Regions from separate parts of the Mus musculus genome. Here regions 1 and 2 are each linked to region 3. A link is a contact called in public HiChIP or PLAC-seq data. All regions are on one chromosome and are shown on one strand. Each heading gives the region's core, a stretch centred on a gene start, on an enhancer-like site or on the middle of the called end of the contact. The rest is flanking DNA. Distances are from core to core; before and after follow the strand shown. Region 1 overlaps Camk1d (calcium/calmodulin-dependent protein kinase ID). Region 2 overlaps Camk1d (calcium/calmodulin-dependent protein kinase ID). Region 3 has its middle 16 kb from the start of Optn.

Region 1 (3,219 bases), core at 446-2,945, 330 kb after region 3:
ACATAGTAAGAGGTCACTTACATAGTTTGGGCTAGCTCCACAGGTGAGCAAGCCATCAGATGTAGAAAACTAAAATCTCTGTCACCCTGTGAGCATCATGTAACATTTGTGTTTTCCACTGGGCAATAGGGAAAGACTGTGTGTGTAACCAAAATGATGAACCAAGAGACACTCACAAAAGACCACCATGGTGGCCACTGCTTCTGGGCTTACATATCTATGATTGGCTTTGTAGTGCTTCCCATAACTTCCCTCTGTAAATTAATGCCAGTCTAATTTCATTTTTGGCTGTAAGTAATCTCCATAATAATTATATTTAACTTCCTCATCTCTTTGACCAAATACTTGACAGAAATGACTTAGGGGAGGAAGGAATTGGGGATGGGGGGAATCAAGGCTTCAGAGACGCCAGCCCCTGGTGCTCAGTTCTCAGCACTTGGGCAGAGGATCGTGTGGTAGGAGTTGATGGGTAGAGACATGGGGGTTAACCACATAATGTACCCCCAGTGGGTTTTGTCCTGGGACAAAAGTGTTCAATATACGGTGAGCCTGTGGGGTACACTTCATGATAAGATCACAATAGGAATAAGGAAACTTGTAAACAATGGCAAAAAAAAAAAAACCACCAAATAAAATAAAATAAAATAAAATAAAATAAAATAAAACAAAACAAAACAAAACAAAACAAAAATAAAGCCAGTAAAATACACCACCACCACCACCACCACCATCAATCGGTAAGTGTAGCAACCAGAATTGAAAAGGCAAAATAAACATGTTGGTCCAGTCCTGTCTATGCTCATCAACACTCTTCCTTCTAGCTTTCTGTGTGTTCTTTCCTGTGTCATCTTTCTTGCTAAATATGCCTACCTCTGTTTACTAAACAATAAAAAAAAAAAGCCAGACAGGAATACTGATTACGTCATGTGCTCTCATCTCTTCCCAAGGCATGAGGTAACTAGCGATTTTCCCAGCTAGTGCCATTCTGAGGAACCGACTGGTGTTGGCTTTCCTGAGGAAGGCACGGGGGTTCTTCTTCAGCCCCTCTCTGTCCCTAAAGTATGGGGTTTCCTTTCCTATAAGATGTATTTTTGCCATTTTCAGTTGGCAGACACAAAGCTTTAGGCTAAGAGTCTCAATTCCAAACCCTTTTTATCCTCTCTCAGATTTAGGAAGCCATTCAACGCATTCAAAGTTCTATTTTCATCGCCTTCTCTGGACTACATACACTTCATTGCAATCTTTTCTACTTGTTTTGTTTCTGTGTTTGTTTGTTTTTGTTTGTTTGTTTGTTTGTTTTAAAGCAAGGGGATGGGACCTGGTCCCTTCTGACTCCTGCTACCAAGAAAACAAAAAACAAAAAAACAAAAACCCAAAATCTTTCAGCATCTCCGCAGCACTCTGCAGTTTCTCAGCCGAGAATGTTCTCAGCCACAGTGTAACCATCTTTACAAACCCTGTGCATCTTTTTTTTTTCTTTTCAACTTTCCATTTATATAATTGCGGAGGCTCCAGGCTCCATGTGGGCTTTCCCAGAGCCTCCACAATCAGGTTCTCACCCGCCTCCAGAAGGTGACTCACCCCAGGGGTGGGGGGAGGTCTCACAATAAAAAGGGGTGTCTGCTGGCCTGTACCTGGGCTGCCACCTTCTCCCAATAGATGCAGCCCTCCCTCCCCCTCCCCCTCCCCTGCCACAGTTCAAGCCTGGCACAGCTGAGCTCCTGGCTGCACTGAGAAGCTGCTAAAAGCTCCCACCTCCTCCTCACACTTCTCCAGACTGGCAGTTCTCAGGTCAGCAAGTGGCAGCACAGCACTCAGGCTCAGCAGTCTCTTTAACCCCTCCTGCTTTGGTCCTCTGCTCTTCCTTCTGCCTGTCACAGCTTCTGAACAAGATTTAGGTCCCAGTTCAGTGTAGATTTCCAGGGAGGCTACAATCATCCTCTCTCGGAGCACACTAAGTCAGGTACTAGGAGCACAGTAGCAACAGAATTCAACTCAGTCATAAAAGAGCCTCTGTTTTAATGAGTGTGTGAGTGAGTGTGTGTGAGTATGTAAGTGTGTGTGAGAGTGTGTATGAGTGTGAGTATGTGTGTGTGAGTGTTTGTGAGTGTGAGTGAGTGTGTATGTGTGTGAGTGTGTGTGTGAGAGTGTGTGTGTGCAGGTACTCATACTTGCCCTCATGTGCACATGTATGCACGCTCATGTGGAGGCCAAGCTGTCATTCCTCACTTTCCCCTAGTTTGTCAGATTCTCTCTCATTACCCTAGCCCCAAGGATCCGTCCATTTCTGCATCTGCCTAAGCTAGAATTAACATCTGTGCATCTCCACAACCAACTTTTATTTTTCATTTGATTTCTGGGGACCGAGCTCTGCATTTTACCGACCAAGCCACCTCCTCACACTGTTTCCTTATTGCCTAGATCAAAGCAGAGCATCACCGTTTGCTGATCTGCCAGGTATCCAATATCACAGTGCACACTTCCACTTCTACTTTGGATTCATACGATAGGTGAGTCTAACAAGCTGGTGGTACTGATCGATCCATAGAAGGTGACCTCAATACCTCGGCTCAGAAGATAAAGGGACTGACTATAGGTGGTAAAATTCTTCACACTACCGAGGCTTTTAGACCACTGTGACAAAACTGCAAATCAGGTTCAAAATTATTCATGGGCACTGGGCTTTTAACCAACCACCAATAAGTGGTTATAAAGGAGATTTCTTTTGAAAGTTACTCACTGGCCATGGACTTCTGTCTAGTAGACAGGGAAGGCAGGATGAAAGGTCCTGTGTAGACCAGGCCACGCTGGCTTTAAGACAGTCATCTGAGTGAGTAAAATGATCAGTGACCTCCACAATCAGTGCCCCATTTTCTCCAAGACTTGTGGCTGACAAAGAGCTTACTGGAAAGAGTTCATACGACTCAGTGATTGGCCAACGTCTCCACACTGAATAAATCTCTCCTTCAATTGGCATTGGACATTGGATGCCCCTTCTGGACATGAAGCTCTAAACCAATTTTACATGGAGAGCATTGAGAAAGAGAGAGAGAGAGATTGTCTCTCTTTCTCTCTAGATACCTGTGCATAGCACAACATGTTTCCTTCAAACAACGTACTTGGAGAACAATATGGTTTGAATGAATAGCATCTGCCGAGAGCCTGTGCATTCAAGGCTTAGTCCCCAGCTGGCAATGGTATTTTGAGAGGTATTAGAAA
Region 2 (2,769 bases), core at 150-2,649, 280 kb after region 3:
TGATACACCTGTCTCAGGCTAGTCCCTGTTCTACAGGGCTGAGAAACTCAACACAGAATAGGAACCTGCATTTTTATTTATCCATATTCGTTTTGTGTGACCTCAGTTGATGCTATCCCTCAGGGGGCTGGTGTCAGGACTGTCTGCTAACATCTATCCACCAGGACAGTTCTAAAGGTGTACTGACTGAATAAGTACTTGTGGCTCTTGCCTACAATGAACCTTAAGGGAATGAAAGCAGAAGGAAGGCTATGGAAAGGAAGCTTGTTTTCCCACCCGGTTGCCAGACTGGTTACTCTCCCAGCCCAAGAATAAAGATGTAGTCTTTTTTTGTCAGGCTCCTGGGGAAAATCTTGGGTTGCTAAACATTGAATTTTAGCAATTCTTATAGGTACAGTGATTAGATATGTTTAGAAAGTGTTTTTCTGACCTTGTTGGATATCATTGTTACCTTTCTACCTGTGGAGTTATTAAATGGAGGAGACAGATAATTTGGTAGATCTGAAATGGGGTGGGGGTATATATGTGTGGTGGTGTGTGGTATGGGGTGTGTTTGTGTGTATATATATGTGTGTGCACTGAAAGATTCTGGTATGCAGTCTTTGCTATAAAGAATTTGTAAGAACTGGCCAAGACTCTGTGCTTGACCAAACCTTGGCCAGGCTTCTCTGAGCCCTCTTGAGAACAAAGCCTTGACCTTGCCTCACAAATCCCTCTTGCTCTCACCAGGCCAGCCAAGCACGGTCTTAGCCTGGATCAAGTGAACCCACTTTAGAGCAGTGGTTCTCAACCTGTGGGTCAAATGACCTTTTTATGGAGGTTGCCTATCGGATATCCATCATATCAGATATTTGCATTATGATTTATAACAGTAGCAACATTATAGTTATGAAGTAGCAACAAAAGTAATTTTGTGGTGGTGGGTCACCACAGCATGAGGGACTAAGGGGTCACAGCATTAGGAAGGTTGAGAACCACTGCACCCATCTGCATTGTTCAGGGGAGAGTTCAAACTGGTTTCACACTCCTGCTTCAGCCTCCTGCAATTACAGGGGTGTACCTCTGCCTCCTGGAATTACAGGGGTGTACCTCAGCCTCCTGGAATTACAGGGGTGTACCTCCATGCCCAGCTTGTCTAAGGGGAATCCTTACCCCTGAAATATAATCAAGCTCTTTACCCAGTGCTTCAGATGCTGTTAAACTAACAATTATTCAGATATTTAAATATTTAAAAATGTATTTAATGTATAAGTGCTCTGCAGAGCAGAAAAGGACATCAGATACTCTTATAGATCCTTGTGAGCCACCATGTGGTTGCTGGGAATTGAACTCAGGACCTCTGGAAGAGCAGCCAGGGCTGCTGAGCTACCTCTCCAGCCTATTCAGATACTTTGAAAGACAATGAGTACTCATTAGTACCACCATGGGGGGTTTATAGGTAGAAGACTCTTGTTTAACGCCTATGCTAGGAAGGTTAACAAGAGATTTACAGCAAAGGGAAGGTCAGAGGGCAGTGGACAGAATAGTCCTGTGAATAAGTAAGCAAGGAGCCAGCCAGATCAACTCGGCCGGACTTCTGTTTAAGACAGGAGACAGCGTGAAAAGCAAGCTAAGAAACTTGGGCAGATATCGGGAGATATTCCATGCTAAGTGGATTCAGAATGAGTTTTGCTCAAGCTAGAGTGAGTAAGTAGAGTTCACAGAGAAAGGACAGAGTCAGAGACCAGGTCACAGAGAGGATTCAGGAAAGTTGCAACCAATCAATTCCGTTCAGAGACAATCTCTGTCCATGTATACGTCTGACCTGCCATTTGCAAGAGATTTGTTAGGTTATCTTACTTATTTTTCCATCAGTATTTTGCATTTGTTTGTCTGTTTGTTGTTTGTTTGTTTATTGGCACTGTGGCTCAAATGCAGGCCTTGTATGTGCTGGGTAAGGGTTCCATTGCTGAGCTACATCCAGTACTGACCCCAGCCTCAGCCAGTTAGGCTGTTTTAGCAAGACTCCTAACATCTCTTAATGACTTTCCTTTGAAAAATCATTTTACTTTACATCTGTGTCTGTGTGTGGAGGTGTTGGGACATGTAGAGATCAGTGGTCAGCGTCACTTTTTTTTTAAAGACAGGATCTTTCCAATGAATGCGGAGGCTGCCAATTGGGCTCAGTTGGCTGGATACTGAGTCTGGGGCTGGATACTGAGTCTGGGGCTGGATACTGAGTCCGGGGACCCTCATCTCTGCTTCCCCGGTGCTGGCATTCCAGGTGTGCATTGTCATCCCTGGCTTCCTTATGTGGGTGCTGGCGAGCATCTCAGCTTTTCCTGCATTTTGCACTGAGTCATCTCCTGGTCCTTCTTAGTAACCTTGTAGGTGCTATGTTCTCCCTATCCCACCACTACTCCTCCACTCTACAAGTGCCCACTTGTTCTTCCTTGTGTTCAGAGTACAGCTGGGCTCCATCTCTCTCCTCTGTGCAGCAGGCTCAAACAAAGGCTTTTTTCTTGCTGCGACAAATGTCAAAACATTTTTTTTCTTTAACAGAACCCAAAGGGGGAAAATATTTTCAATCACCCAAAATAGTTACACAAAGAGTTACTGAAGACGGTAGTCATCGTGACAATTTTGTGGATGAAGAATGAGATTTGAAGAAAATCAAATGATGCCAAAGGGTTTTTGAAAGTAAAATGAAATGAGCCAGTCTGTTGTTGAAGCAGGAATACTGTTTGGAAGACAGGGGAATGGCTCCTTTTACTGTAAAACCTTGGGGTT
Region 3 (2,882 bases), core at 250-2,749:
GGCTTACAGGTTCAGAGGTTCAGTCCATTAATGTCAGGTGGGAAGCATGGAAGCCCAAAGGCAAGTATGGTGCTGGAGAAAGACCTGGAAGTTCTACATCTGGACTGGCAGGCAGTAGGAAGAGTAAGTGAGCCACCCAGCCTGGCTTGTGCTTCTGAAACCTCAAAGCTCCCCCCACTCCCTTCAGGAAGGTGTCTGGGAACGATTTACCTCCTAAATGTGCTCAGAGATGTTGTGTTTTTCCTGTAACAATTTACTTGATTGTTCTCAAGGATGTGATATTTCTATTTGTGGGATGCTTTGTTGTTCTCCTGTCCATTTCTCACAAAGCTGGGGATAGGAATAGCCCATTCCTGGACTAAGATCTTGGAGGATGCTCTAAGACAGATATGCTTGGGTCTGAAGTTAGTTAGGGGCAATCCTGATTCACAGTTAGCTTCTTAGTGAACTGAAAAAACACTTGATACTTTACTAATATAATGTATAGGACCTGTGTTAGGTTTCTCCAGCAAAATGGGACGGAGAGGGAGAGGGAGAGGGAGAATGAAGCAGGAATGTCTAAGGTTTATATGAGGTCATCAGGCTGGAATTTCAGGTAAGAATTACAATTGATGTCTGGACTCCAAATCCCTCAAGTGAGAAACTGAGGCAGGGTTTCTCTGTGGCAATCTGGTTGAAGAAAAATTTCTTCTACCTTGAGAAACTGCAGTCTTTACTCTCAAAGCTTTCAAATGAAAGGACCCACACACAATATGGAGAATCACACGCTTTATGCAGAACACCAATCACATAAAGAATGTGTCTCCACAGAAGTATCTCCAGTGGTATTTGGCCAAATGCAGGGCATTTTAGTCTGGCCAAGTTAATGCACACAGTTAACTATCACATGGGGGAAAACTTATCAGTTTTTAAAGGTTACTGAGGGCTTGAGAGGCTGAGGCAGGAGGATCAAGTTTGAGGTCAACCTGGGTTACATGGCAAGACCTTGGTCTAAACAGTTATTATTATTTTTTTAATTTGAAGAAAAATTTAAAATTTGAAAAGGCATACGGAGCAGCTGATGTTTCTCCAACATCATCCCGGTGTGGGGAGGTAGAGGCAGAGGATCAGGAGTTCATGTTCACCCCTAGCTTTATGCTGTCCATGGTTCATCATCTCTTATGGCCCATATTAGTCATTGTGCCATTCAAAAGCCACAGAGCAAGAGAAACATGTTTCACAGCTCCTACTGTATCCTGGACCCTAGGGATGCAACAGTGGCAAGATGTGGTTTCTGCTCTTCATTGTGAGCTGACTTGGCTGAGGCTATAAAGCAAAGGTGCTTTGTGAAATTCAGAGAGGATAACGTAAGGTAACTCAGAGATATGCACAGGAAGTTGCATATTTGCAATAAAGCCACACACAGCAGAACTATTAGATCCAGGCACTCACTCAACGTGGATTCTGGGCTCTTCAGCTCTGATCTCTTCAGCTCTCATTTGCTCAGACTGTCTATGTCCAGCAGATGGTGCCAAATGACTGTCTGCAGTCAACTGGCAGTCCCTCTCAGGGAAAATCCAAATTGAGCCTATGAAAGAAAGGTCAGCATTTTTAAGGAAAGTGCTCTTTGTCAGACTAAGACCTTTTAATTTGTCCCATTTTAATAGTACATATGTATCAAGATAAAAAAAAAACAGACAAGGAAATGGCCTCCTTTGCTGGGATTGTGGAATTGTAAGACCCCCGAAACTGGGGAGACCTCCGCTCAAGTCCCGGGTTGAGCTGGTCGGCACCCCGATAACACCTGATGCAAACTGCAAGACGCTTTATTGTCAGCTAGCTGAGGGGAGTTCGATCTCGAGCGGTAACAGTAGGGGGCTTTTAACAGCTAGCTGAGGAGTTGGGAGGAGTTTGGCTACAGCTCTTCTCTGGCGGGTGTCCTTGGTAAAATAACAAGGCATGAAGAGTGAGGAGTGAGCTGTAGCTCTTCTCTGGGGAATCTATCTCCATGTCCTTGGCACAGGGAGCCAAGCAAGCGCCTGGCTAGGTCTCCCCACAATCATCGAGTCTCTGGCTGTAAGGCACAGAAACAAAAAGACTTTTTGTTGGCTATAGAGAACAAAGAGCTTCTTTCTGGCTGTATTTTAAGAGATCAGGGAAAACAAGCTTGGGGAATGTCCAGGGGCTTTACCTTTCAGGGAGAAACGCTCTAAGTCGGGGTCTCACAGAATTATGGGAACAGAGGTCAGGAAGTACTTCAGTAAAACAGCACCCCAATATAGACTGGCATATGAAACTCCAATGACTGAGCATACACGTGTGTATTCATATATTTTGAGTCTACACTTGTATAGAAGTGTATGTATCATGTATGCATATGTACATACGTGCCTGTGTGTGAATATATGGGTAGAAGTCCAAGTGTGTGCGTTTTTGTAATGTGTCTGTATGTGTTGAGTATTTGCAAGTAGGTGCCTATGGTCACATACAAGCATACTCATGGTGTATGTGGAGTGCCTGTGTATGATTGTGAGGAATATGAGTGTGAGTGTGCACATGTGGATGTGTATATCCATGTGTGACTGTGTACACGTATATGTTTACTTTTGGGAAAAATTAAAAAATAAAATAGATGAGGAATGGAAGGTTTGACATATTTTTAAAGGGCAAAGGTACAATTGTTGAGGCAGTGGAAATTGGGAGGATGGAGCCTAAAAACCGAGAAGGACTAAAGCCTCAGGCCTTAGCCAACCTTACTCAGAGCATCAGACAATCTATACTCTGAGAGTTAAGAAGAATCGAATGAGTACAGTTTACAATCACAAAGACAAACCACACATGGCGGTAACATGTCTGTCTACACGGACATAAAACCAAACAATAGCCAGCTCCAATGAACAATC

What was found. HiChIP or PLAC-seq counts read pairs in DNA pulled down with a chosen protein or histone mark.
Region 1: an H3K4me3 HiChIP or PLAC-seq map of forebrain shows a contact between it and region 3, with 5 times the contacts expected there. The contact joins two enhancer-like sites. A contact is called at or near these places in 1 of 39 promoter capture datasets (embryonic stem cells), 6 of 15 datasets of contacts at CTCF or cohesin (the NIH/3T3 cell line, embryonic stem cells, large pre-B cells and 1 more), 82 of 484 Hi-C or Micro-C datasets (the AML12 cell line, B cells, the Ba/F3 cell line and 42 more), 23 of 115 datasets of contacts at active chromatin or transcription factors (the NIH/3T3 cell line, bone marrow-derived dendritic cells, craniofacial prominence and 11 more) and 1 of 9 other capture datasets (embryonic stem cells).
Region 2: an H3K27ac HiChIP or PLAC-seq map of embryonic stem cells shows a contact between it and region 3, with 8 read pairs. The contact joins two enhancer-like sites. A contact is called at or near these places in 1 of 15 datasets of contacts at CTCF or cohesin (the NIH/3T3 cell line) and 6 of 115 datasets of contacts at active chromatin or transcription factors (embryonic basal ganglia, embryonic stem cells and stem cell-derived neural progenitor cells).

What each region holds. Positions count from the first base shown.
Region 1 is chr2:5,410,331-5,413,549 of GRCm38.p6, forward strand. The region is part of intron 3 of Camk1d (calcium/calmodulin-dependent protein kinase ID); the gene reads right to left. Among named protein-coding and RNA genes, the nearest start is that of Gm36853, 70 kb to the right of the region's middle. Within about 2 kb of position 1,696, at least 17 of the 459 cell types and tissues checked have an H3K27ac peak or open chromatin away from gene starts, as enhancers often do. A contact at or near this core is called in cerebral cortex, cortical neurons, forebrain and 1 more, where this site is marked.
Region 2 is chr2:5,355,837-5,358,605 of GRCm38.p6, forward strand. The region is part of intron 4 of Camk1d (calcium/calmodulin-dependent protein kinase ID); the gene reads right to left. Among named protein-coding and RNA genes, the nearest start is that of Gm36906, 42 kb to the left of the region's middle. Within about 2 kb of position 1,400, at least 13 of the 459 cell types and tissues checked have an H3K27ac peak or open chromatin away from gene starts, as enhancers often do. A contact at or near this core is called in embryonic stem cells, where this site is marked.
Region 3 is chr2:5,078,737-5,081,618 of GRCm38.p6, forward strand. No RefSeq gene overlaps it. Among named protein-coding and RNA genes, the nearest start is that of Optn, 16 kb to the left of the region's middle. Within about 2 kb of position 1,500, at least 36 of the 459 cell types and tissues checked have an H3K27ac peak or open chromatin away from gene starts, as enhancers often do. A contact at or near this core is called in cerebral cortex, cortical neurons, embryonic stem cells and 2 more, where this site is marked.